3 separate regions of the Sus scrofa genome follow, and all the other regions are linked to region 2. Evidence: chromatin contacts called from public Hi-C data. All regions are on one chromosome and are shown on one strand. Each heading gives the region's core, a stretch centred on a gene start, on an enhancer-like site or on the middle of the called end of the contact. The rest is flanking DNA. Distances are from core to core; before and after follow the strand shown.

Region 1 (3,502 bases), core at 966-3,465, 1.0 Mb after region 2:
TTTCAGCCCAGGATTCAGCCCACAACCACACTTCGTGGGGATTCTCTCAGATAGCAGTTTTCACTCCTTCTTGCCCAGTTCTGTCCTGTTCCGTGGCCTCTCCTAGTCCCTAATCGCAAGCAGAAACCACAAGGAAAAACCATTCTTTGGAAACTTCGCTTGGAAACACTCAAGGTTGGTGATCAGAATACTTCGAATCAACTCAGAATTCAAATCTCCAGGATGGAGCTCACACCCAAGCCTGGGCCGGGCGGGCGGGGGCCAGGGAAGCTTGAGGGGTGAACGCTGAACTATTTCCTCCCCTTCTCCTCCCCCCCAAACCTCCCCAGACACCCCCTCCCTCGTCCTCCCTTTTTGAATAAATGCCCCTTCTAATCATAACTAAAGATCCAAGACTCTGTGGAGAAAGGAAGAATGCGATTTTGCAATCCAAAGTCCTAATTATAGGGGAAAAAAATTGTTATTTAACAAAAAGACAGGAAAAGAAAATGAATTTTGTCGAAGAGGGAAGAGGCGCTTCAGAGATGATTATGATTTGGGGAGAGAACTGTGCATTCTGATCCCAGCCTCTCCGAGGAATATGTATTTTGTCAATTTCTTAAAACTGTCCAACTCTGACGCACAGTCATAGAAAGATGTGATTTCTGTGTGCCACTGCTGCGATCTTTCTATCTCAGCCTTGTTATTTTGGGGAAACTTAGGGGAAACACACCACGGGCTTTCGAATTTAAACAATAAAAACTGTCACCATGCCACCACACCTATTGCGGTGACTATAGAAATATGGCCTAACGTTTCCAACTGGTCCCAAATGTTGCCGCTGTAAAAAAAAAAAAAAAAAAAAAAAAAAAAAATCGCAGATTGATAGATTTATCGATGCCCCAAAGGGAAGCCGGGAGCAGTTTCCCGGATCTCCTAATTGGGGTTCAATCTCTAAAACTATTTTCAAAACAGAATCGTGTGTGAACATCTCTGAAATGGGCCGCGGAATCTCGCTGGCACCTGGCATGAGCTCCTGCTGGGCGACTCCCGCCTTTGAGGTCCAGGGTCACCATTCTCTCTGGCTTCCCTCATTTCTCACCTCCCACAGATGCCAGAGGGAACCAGAGCCCGGGGTTTGGCTACGCCTTCGTGCCGAGCAATTTGATGTGCTTTGTTTTTTGTTTTGTCTCTCTCTGAAGGATAAAGATGTTCCCACATTGTTGCCGGACTGTACTTCTTTATGCCCCGACAATCATGAGACAGCCTGGGAGACTGAAATTCTCTCACCCTGTCCCCTACCCCCGCCGGAGGGGAAAAAAAAAAAAAAATGCCAGGCAGAGGTGGGTTTGTTCGCCAGCCCGTGTGGGGCCCAGCTTGGAGAGAATTCCCCCTTTTCTGGGCCTTCATGATGTCTAGATTTTGGAAGATTTATATCAAAAGTGGGGAAATTGGTTTTATCAGAAGGTGGATGAAGGCTTCTGTGCGGTGTTTAGATGCCCAAAACAAACACACACATCCTGATTCGAGGCTGCACGGCTGGACCACCTCCCTGAAGGCTGCTGGCTGCCCAGCTTCAGACTTGGGGCATCTTTTAAACCGAAGATGGGTCAAGAGTGAGAACCAACCTCCAGTTTCCCTTCTGTGTCTCAATGACAGGGAAGACTGACTCCAAATGATTCCTTCGGCCTCCCAAGGAATAATCAGAAATGGTGAAAATGCTAGCCTCTCACTGTAGAGATGGTTCCCCCCCCCCAAAATGAGGACATTTCTTCAAAGAAGAGGGATAACAAAATTTAAAAAAAACAAAAAACAAGCAAACAGAAAAACATCAAATGGAATTAAAAGGCAGTGGGGGAGCCTGGCCCACCAGGCGCCTCAAGCAGGTGAAGCTGGCCTCCTAGCCTCTCTTAACTGCCTGTTCATAGAAGTAAGGCCCCAGCGTTTGGCTGGGCGTTTTGGTGGCACAGAAATCAGATGGCTGAAGGTTGTCACTCGTGGAGCCCAGTCTTTCACCCTATGTCAGTTAGCCTTTAACCACCGATGGGCAAAAAAAAAAAAAAAAAAAAAAAAAAGAAAAAAAAATAGTGATACCTGCGTGGCAAGCAGACTTTTAAATATATTGATTGGCCTAGACTCCCAGGGGAGTGCATTTTTTTGTACAGCCAAGGCTGTGTGACGACGGGAAGTGAGCTGGCCTCAACCAAGAGCAGAGACGACACCAAAACCCTTCCCTCTACTATACTTGGGAACCTCTGAAGGTGTCAGAAGCCACTTGAGTCGCTGTAGACAAGGACACGCCGGGAATGCGGCTCCTGAGACAGCTGTGCCCCGGGTACACAGAAGTGGCTACCATGTTGCCCACTGTTCACTGGGTTGAGCCTTAAAGCTGGTGGTTTGGCAGTGGGTTGCGGGGGGGCGGGGAGGGTTCTCTTTAAGAACAGAAGCATCTCGAATGGCCATCACTAAATAAAAACTACGAGGGTGAAGGTATAAGGGAGAAAAGATCAGACGGTTAGACACGCACGTTCAGAAATACACAGAGCGGTTCCCACTGGGATGGTGTGTGTTGAAAGCCTGCGTGGTTGTGTCAGGGACTCAGAGAAATACCCTCTCTTCACATGGTTTCCTCACCGAGACCAGGAAGTGGAACCTCTGCCTCTCTGATATCAACCTATTAATGTGTCAGATACAGTCTAAAAAATTAGTGCAGGGCTTTGGGAAAAAAAGAAGAAAAAAAAGAAACATGTGAGACACTGCTGTGGGTGCCTGAAAGCAGAGAAGGGAAAGGGAAAAACAAAACCCAAAAACCCTGCAACACTGGTTTCATTTACAGCTGTGTCTGATGTATGGCCATGCTTGACCTCACGGAGAAATACAGGACTCTCCGGCCCAAGAGAAAAACCAGGGTGCTTGGCTCTGCGAAAGCTTCTGCCCCTGGCATCTGCGTGGGGAGGGGGAGTCGAAGAGGTGGGTTTTGTTTTGTTGTTTTCTTAGTAAAATTATCTGCCAGAGAAACAATGAAGCATGAAAAAGTACTACTGAGAGTGTTACGTGTCTACATGTGCTTTAAAAAATGCTAGCTGTTACTTTCTGGGACGCTTCCCTTTCTATCAACATATGTATCTGTTAAATTTCAGTGGATTTCGCAAACCTATAGTCCAGGTGGAAAACCATCGCCTCTGTCCAGTCGGGCACGTGGTAAAGCCAGAAGCCCTGGTGTGCGTTCCTGCGGATCCGTACCCAGGACCCTCGGACAGGAGAGTTAATGAGCACCGCGGTTATACATTGAAAAGCCTTCGTCTCTAAGTGTCCCGCTGATGGCTCCAACTTGTGAGTGGGCCCAGTTCTGTATTTGGAATGAAAGGAATTTTAACACTATTTAGACAAAGAGGCAAATGCAGTTATAAAGGGGAATGCTACATTTCCTTGCATGATTTTTTTTTTTTAATTTAGAGACTTATTTGTCATAAGGGCATTTAGGCAGGATTTAGGATTTTTTGTTTAAAAAAAAGCATGTATG
Region 2 (3,204 bases), core at 361-2,860:
TATGATTAATTCTCCTATTAAGTTTTAATGACTTTAAAGATATAAAGCTAGAAACCACAAAACTAGGCATGGTTAATAAATAACTGAAATTCCAGGTGTATAGAAATGCATGTGTGGAAAAATGAAATCGTATATTCTCTAGGATGTATGAGGAAACGGCTCTCTGGAGAGTCTAGAGAGTCAAATATCCCCAAAAGGGAGGGGACAAGTTTAAAAACAGGGAACTCAAGGAGATTGTCTTCCTTTAGGAAAATCCTAGGAAAAACGTACTCTCTAAGATTAACCAATGTAAAGTAAATTATCTTACGAGCCAGTAATTTTCAGCAAGATGGTGGTTCTCTTGGATGGAATGCATTTCTCCATTTTGGCTTTTTAAAGTGTCTCTGTCCACAATTTCAAGTATTTCTCCCAGTTCCTCTTCACACTTTTCTCCCCAGGCTCATCTGGCCTGGAAGATGTGTGCTGATTCATTGTTTTGTAAATGTTCAAAAGCCTGCCTGGTCCCAGGAGTGGGGATCGGAGTGGCAGTATTTCAGCAATGCTCTCTCTCTCTCTCTTCTTCCTCCTGCACCCAGAATGTATGAACCAGGACTCAGCTCCTGCACAGAACATCTCTGGGAGTCGGGGAGAATTGAAGAATCAATTCTAGTTTCCACGTGGCAGGAGTGAGGCTTGCCTGGGGCTGGCGGGGTCCCCCACTCCCTGAAACACCCCCTCCACGTCCGAGCCTGTGTGTTCACGCTGGGGGCCTCTGCAGCAAGCACAGCTGGATTTTTTACTTTCTAGACCATCTCAATTCGAGGTCTTAAACTGAACAGTTTAGAAACCAAACAGACATGAATCAACATGAAGAATAACTGGGAAGAGTTACGGGGCCCCCAGAAGAATGTATAAATGTGTGTGTTTTTGTATCTGGTTATGTGTATGTTTTCATGCCTCAAAAGAGACACATGGTATATTTCAATCCATTCCCGCCACGAAGGACTTTTATTCTTGAGTGTTTCCGAGTCCCCAAAGCACAATAGATGCCATTTGGAACCTTCACACGAGGCAGCCCCCACACTTCAGAACTTCAAGTCGAAAGATCTTTTAAGTCCACAAAACTTATTTTTCAAAGATCTTGGCCCATTCCAAATGAATACTGATTCCCAGCCTCTCAAATGCCTGGAGTGAGAAAACAGGGAATATTGTTCTTTTCTGTTTATATTATTTCATACTGAGTTAATACACTTGCCAAGAGTCCAGGCAGCTTCTGGCCTGACAATGCCTTATTTAACCAGCCTAGTTTTGAGAATAAAGTCAGGGTCCTCCCCCCCCCCCCCCCAGGGCCCTCCCAGCAGTACTCAGGTCACTTCTGAGTTGGAAGAAACCAAAGCAAATAAAGCGAATCTGTTTCTCTATGAAAATCATCTTTTTTTTTTTTTTTTTTTTTTTCCTGGGCTAGGACCCAGATTTGGCCCTGGCAAGCAGGACAGCCTGGCCCCACACCGGAACCTCAGTTCCTCCTGGGTTTCAGAGAACTGGAATCCCCAGGCCCAGCCTCTCCCGGCCAAGGAGCCTCACCAGAAACTGAGGCTTCCGGCTCGCTCCCAGCCTGGAGACTGCAGGCCAGTCTGGCTGGCAGATGCTCCTCCAGCCCTGGCCGCATCTCGGTGCTGTCCTGGTACACGGAACGCCTTAGCTTGAGGCTGGAAGAAACTCCACGCGTTTGGCCCAAAAGAGGCAACTCCTTCCAGCTGGCCCGGGCGCTGGGCCTTAACAGTGACCCAGATGAACTGATTTTGTACAGAGTGGGTGGAGAGGACCCTGGGGACCGGGGGTTGGGGGGGAGGAGGGAAAAGCCGGCGCTTGGCTCCGTGCACAGCGTTTCCTTGGCCGAGCTCCAGGGGAGAGACGGGATCCAGGGCGAAGGGCCCTTGCAGACCCCCTACCCCCACCCCGCATGCCCGGGCCTTCCTGCTGGACATCGGATCGGCCCTGTGCCCCGAAGACAGTCCCCTCGCCAAGCAGGGGCTGCCCAGGAAGGGAGGCCATGGGCTTCACGTGTGGAGGGAGTGGCTCCTGTGGACATGAGAAGACGACACCAAAGGCTGGGACATTCCTCCAAATAGAACTCGGGGCCCCCGCCCGCCCCGGAGACGTAAAGGCCGCGCTGCCTGCGCCCCCACATGCGCACTCTCTACGGCGCGCCCGCCTCCGAAGCCAGGGCGCCCAGGGCCTTGGCCCCGCTCTCAGATGAGGAGTGGCGCTCGTGTGAGCCTGGCACTGTCTTCTCACCCAAGAGAAGGAGAAAGGCAAAAGGAAAGAGCCTGAGCCGCCTCCTTTTAGATGCCCGCCACCCCCAGATGGCAGAGCCGGAATGCTCCAGGTACACCGCCTGCCCAGTGGTGATGCACAGGCTGGAGGCCGCCTTCCCCTCTCCCGCACCTGCCTGATGCCTGGCTGCCGGGCTGCTGCGCTGCCGGGCGGGGGCGGCGTCGATGTTCTGCGAGGAACGTGTCTTACCCAGGCCTGCCTCATGCCAAGCCCCACTTGCTTCAGGCCAGTCCCTTCTAATCTGCGCTGTTGTTGTAAACACTGGAGAAGCGGGATCTTTCTAGCAAGGGCAGTGTTATCTGGAATAAAATGTTAGCCCTGAGAGTGCTCTCGTGTTCCGCCAACAGCGAGCCGGAGAGCAGAGGAGGGAGAGTCAGAACGTGGGGTATGTGGCAGAGACGGTGCAAGCCATCTCTGTGTGTCGACCCCGTCTTTAAAGGCAAGATTAACAGCGATACATAAATATAAATGTTTCTTTCTGGCCAAGCACCGCAGATTAGATTTCACATTCGAAATGTAAATCGTGCCTAGGAAACATCGATGTTTATTTTCAGCAACTGACCCTCGGGGATAAAAATAAAAAGGAAAAGGGAAACAAACAAAACCGGGTTACTGACAAGCTGTAGGATGCTCTATTTTATATCTCACAGATATTTTACAGCTCTGGCATTTCTAGGGAACACTTTGGAGTACTTGTAGTCCGGTTTGTCCATAAAAAAGCCGTCTGTGTTTTTATGTTTTGAAAAGACATGTGGAGAAGCCCACAGCATGTCCTGTCAGGCATCTTATCCTTGAAGAAACAGCAGGCAGCATCAATGTCACCCACGTACTGTCCCCACCCCCGCCACCCTTTGAGAAGTGTCTTGGGGCTGTCTCCAGCCAAATCAG
Region 3 (3,088 bases), core at 202-2,701, 1.8 Mb after region 2:
CACCTGGCCACACCCCCACCCAAGGTGACCCTGCCTCGGATCCTGCCAGGGAGCCGACACGGGGCGCCAGCATCTCCCACACTCTCTCCCTCACGCCTTGCGACCCGCGGATGAGGAAGGCGCCATGAGCCTCAACGTCCTGATGGGAAATTGGATGTCAGACAGGAGAAGCGGCCTGGCCCGGCCCAACACTCCTCGGTGGCTGGGCTGACACTCGCACCCACGTCGGCCCTGGCTCCAAACCCATGCCCCGCATCCCGCATCTGGGGGATGTACTAGAGTCCGGCCGGCTCTGCAGCATTCCGTGCAACTCCGCACCAAAATTAACCAGAAAAGCACCCGACCCCAGAATGCTTGGACCCTGCAGCTCCACTCACTGGGTTTAGACCTGAAAGAAAAATATTTGCCAGAGGGACACACGGAGAAAGGATGGGGAGGGAATGGCCTTGGACATGGAGGCGATGATTCTAACACCGCACCTGCCAGCAGTGTCCCGGGAGATCTGGCCAAGCGGCCCCTCTCTGGGCCTCAGTGTCCCCTTCCATGACATGAGAGGGTGACCGAACGAGGGACATGCAAGGTGCCACCTGAGTGGCTCAGTTTTCCAGACACACAGAGCCGAAATCTGGGGAGCCTGCTTCTTCCAGACGCCTGGCTCAGCGCACAGGTCTGTGTGCCCGGCCACAGGGCCCCAAGGGCAGCAGCTGCCCACTTTCTGAAGAAAGGTGAATGGAGACAGGTCCAAATACACTGCCAGGAAAAAGCAGCACGTGGTCCACAGAAACTCCCATTCCGCCAGTGCCGGGAGGGGAGGAGCGGAGCAAGGCTCCCCTTCCACGGGGGACTTCGTTCCAGAATCCCACCCAGCGGCCTCACAGGCGCCCGGGCTGATAAAAGAGGACCCGGAGAGGACCGGGTCCTGGGGGCAAGGAGAGGGGAGGACGAGGCCAGGGCTCCTTCCAAGAGACTCCGAACCGGAATGGGGACTCTTCCATGTCCTGGGTGACAGTGGAACCTGGGGAAGACCGGCCCTGCCCAGGGCCTGTGGCCATTCGGGGTGCCCTGCCCTGGAAGACGGGGTGGGTGGAGCTTCCTGAGACCCTGGAGTCCCCGCCAGGATGCGGGTCCACGTCCCCGCCACCAACACGAGGGAACAGCAGCCCTGCCTCAGAACTCAGAACTGGAGGACTCGAGGCTCTTTTTTCTCAGTCAATTTCCGGATTAAACAATAACAACAACTGCTTTTTTACTTTCATTTGAAAACGAAGCGTAAGCAATTGCTCTGTTTGCCGACCCCTCCCAGGTGCCCGACTCTGCCCCTCCGCCCAGGGCCCTGTGGGCAGCCGCGCTGTCCCCAGGCCTAGTCCTTCAGTGAGAGCCCACCGCACTGCCTCGTCCTCGGGGCCTCCGAACCCGCCTGGATCAGCCCCTCCAGCCTTCCCTACTCTCCCCCTCGCTCGCTCAGTTCTGCACCAGACAGAAGACGGCCCAACAGGCAAACCCGCAAGCTCCCCAGGGAGCCGGAGCCGCTTCCAGCCTCAGCCCCGCTGGGACCTGTGACGCCGGCACGTCTCTGCGACTCTCCAACCTGGCAGGCAGTGAGGACCTCATCGAGGGCCCTTGTGCTGACCACGGAGGCAGCGCACCGGGAGGCACTGAACCCAGGACCAGAAGGCCTCCGTCCAGGAACAGCGCTCCTACCGAGGGGCCGGTGCAGGGGGAGGCACAGAGGAAGCGACAGAGCTCACCGTGGACGGATGGCGTCTGCCCCAGTGCAGCTGGCTTCAGGGACAAGGACTCCAGGGAGAGGAGAAAACCTCGAGCCTGGTTTAGAGCGATAATGAGGATTCTATCCGGAGAAGAAGGGGGTGGCCGCCCCGTGGTGAGGAAGGGAGGATGTGACAAAACATGAGCAAGGGATAAATCTGGGGGACCTGAAGGTGTATGGGGGGGGGTCTCTCCCATCAGGACAGCCGGCATGGAGCAGGTGCTCAAAAATACTGCCTCTCTAAGAAAAAGAACGAGTCCAAATACAAAGGCATTATTTGGTTTGTATAAAACCTTCTGTGTGCATTATGACTCTGACCAAAATAATAAGAGAAAGAGAGCACAGAAAAGGGAGGTAGGGAAAAATAATTCCGTGTGTCTATACAAATATACTTATTTTATTGTTTTGTTTCAGTGCCAAAAAGACCATGATAACAGCCCAGTGTCCATGGGGAGCTGTGACCATAGGCACGTATCACACAGGCCTCCTGAGTCCCCACCACGAGGGGCACCGCGCCTGCCCCATTCCCCTGCGGGGTCGTGACTTCACCATCACAAACCAGGCAGGGGAAATTCGGCGACACAAGAAGGAAGGAATTTGCCATTGTTTTTGTTGTATAACCAGCATACCGTGATTGCATAAAGGTTCAAAAACAGACACACAGTTAGAAAGGAACATAAAATGCCGCCTCGGCTAACCACTGTTCCCAGGCCCCTGTACAACCCGCGGGACCCCCTGCACCCAGGCGCACCCCCGTGCATCACACACACATACACGTAAGTGTGCACACACACTCTCGAGGGGACATAGGTACCGCAGTCCCCGGCAGATTCGTCCTCAGAACTGCAGCGCGGTCAGAGGACCCTCGGGGCAGAGATGTGGCCCCACCCCCATATCCACGAACTGCCTCCGTCCGAGGCCAGCAGACTTTTTTGGGGAATAAGTCAGAGTGACCGTCGTAGGCTGTGTGGGCCAGAAGGTATCTGTCCCAGTTACTCACCTCTGCCCTTGCCGCGTGCAAAGCAGCCCTCGAAGAGGAGTAAAACAAATGCGCGTGCTCTCCTTCCAATAAAGCTTTATTGACAAAGCAGGAAGCAGCCGGAAGTGGGCTGAGGACAGGAATTTGCCCGCCCCTGGGTTGGAACCTACCATCAGCCGAAAAGACGCAGGAGGGTGAGAGGTTAAGGTGCACCCCCCCGCCCCCCCACCGAAAGGTAGCCTTTCTTTTCAGGGGCCCGTGCGACGCTATTTTAATAATGCTTCTGCTTGATGTGCGCCCTCTGATTCAAATCATGACTACAGGTCATTAGATTAAGTGAA

The links. A called contact is a pair of places that touch in the nucleus more often than the background predicts.
Region 1: a contact with region 2 is called in a Hi-C map of skeletal muscle, with 8 times the contacts expected there. The contact joins two enhancer-like sites. A contact is called at or near these places in 3 of 5 promoter capture datasets (fetal liver, fetal skeletal muscle and liver), 20 of 47 Hi-C or Micro-C datasets (alveolar macrophages, blood, brain and 12 more) and 2 of 2 datasets of contacts at active chromatin or transcription factors (alveolar macrophages and skeletal muscle).
Region 3: a Hi-C map of retroperitoneal adipose tissue shows a contact between it and region 2, with 2.0 times the contacts expected there. The contact joins two enhancer-like sites. A contact is called at or near these places in 7 of 47 Hi-C or Micro-C datasets (alveolar macrophages, embryonic fibroblasts, mesenteric adipose tissue and 4 more).

The regions. Positions count from the first base shown.
Region 1 is chr6:8,474,149-8,477,650 of Sscrofa11.1, reverse strand. The region is part of intron 1 of MAF (transcription factor Maf); the gene reads right to left. Among named protein-coding and RNA genes, the nearest start is that of MAF, 7.2 kb to the right of the region's middle. Within about 2 kb of position 2,215, at least 19 of the 83 cell types and tissues checked have an H3K27ac peak or open chromatin away from gene starts, as enhancers often do. A contact at or near this core is called in omental adipose tissue, retroperitoneal adipose tissue and skeletal muscle, where this site is marked.
Region 2 is chr6:9,521,322-9,524,525 of Sscrofa11.1, reverse strand. All of the region lies in intron 8 of WWOX (WW domain-containing oxidoreductase), which reads left to right. Among named protein-coding and RNA genes, the nearest start is that of WWOX, 350 kb to the left of the region's middle. Within about 2 kb of position 1,610, at least 14 of the 83 cell types and tissues checked have an H3K27ac peak or open chromatin away from gene starts, as enhancers often do. A contact at or near this core is called in omental adipose tissue, retroperitoneal adipose tissue and skeletal muscle, where this site is marked.
Region 3 is chr6:7,719,209-7,722,296 of Sscrofa11.1, reverse strand. No RefSeq gene overlaps it. Among named protein-coding and RNA genes, the nearest start is that of DYNLRB2, 59 kb to the right of the region's middle. Within about 2 kb of position 1,451, at least 3 of the 83 cell types and tissues checked have an H3K27ac peak or open chromatin away from gene starts, as enhancers often do. A contact at or near this core is called in retroperitoneal adipose tissue, where this site is marked.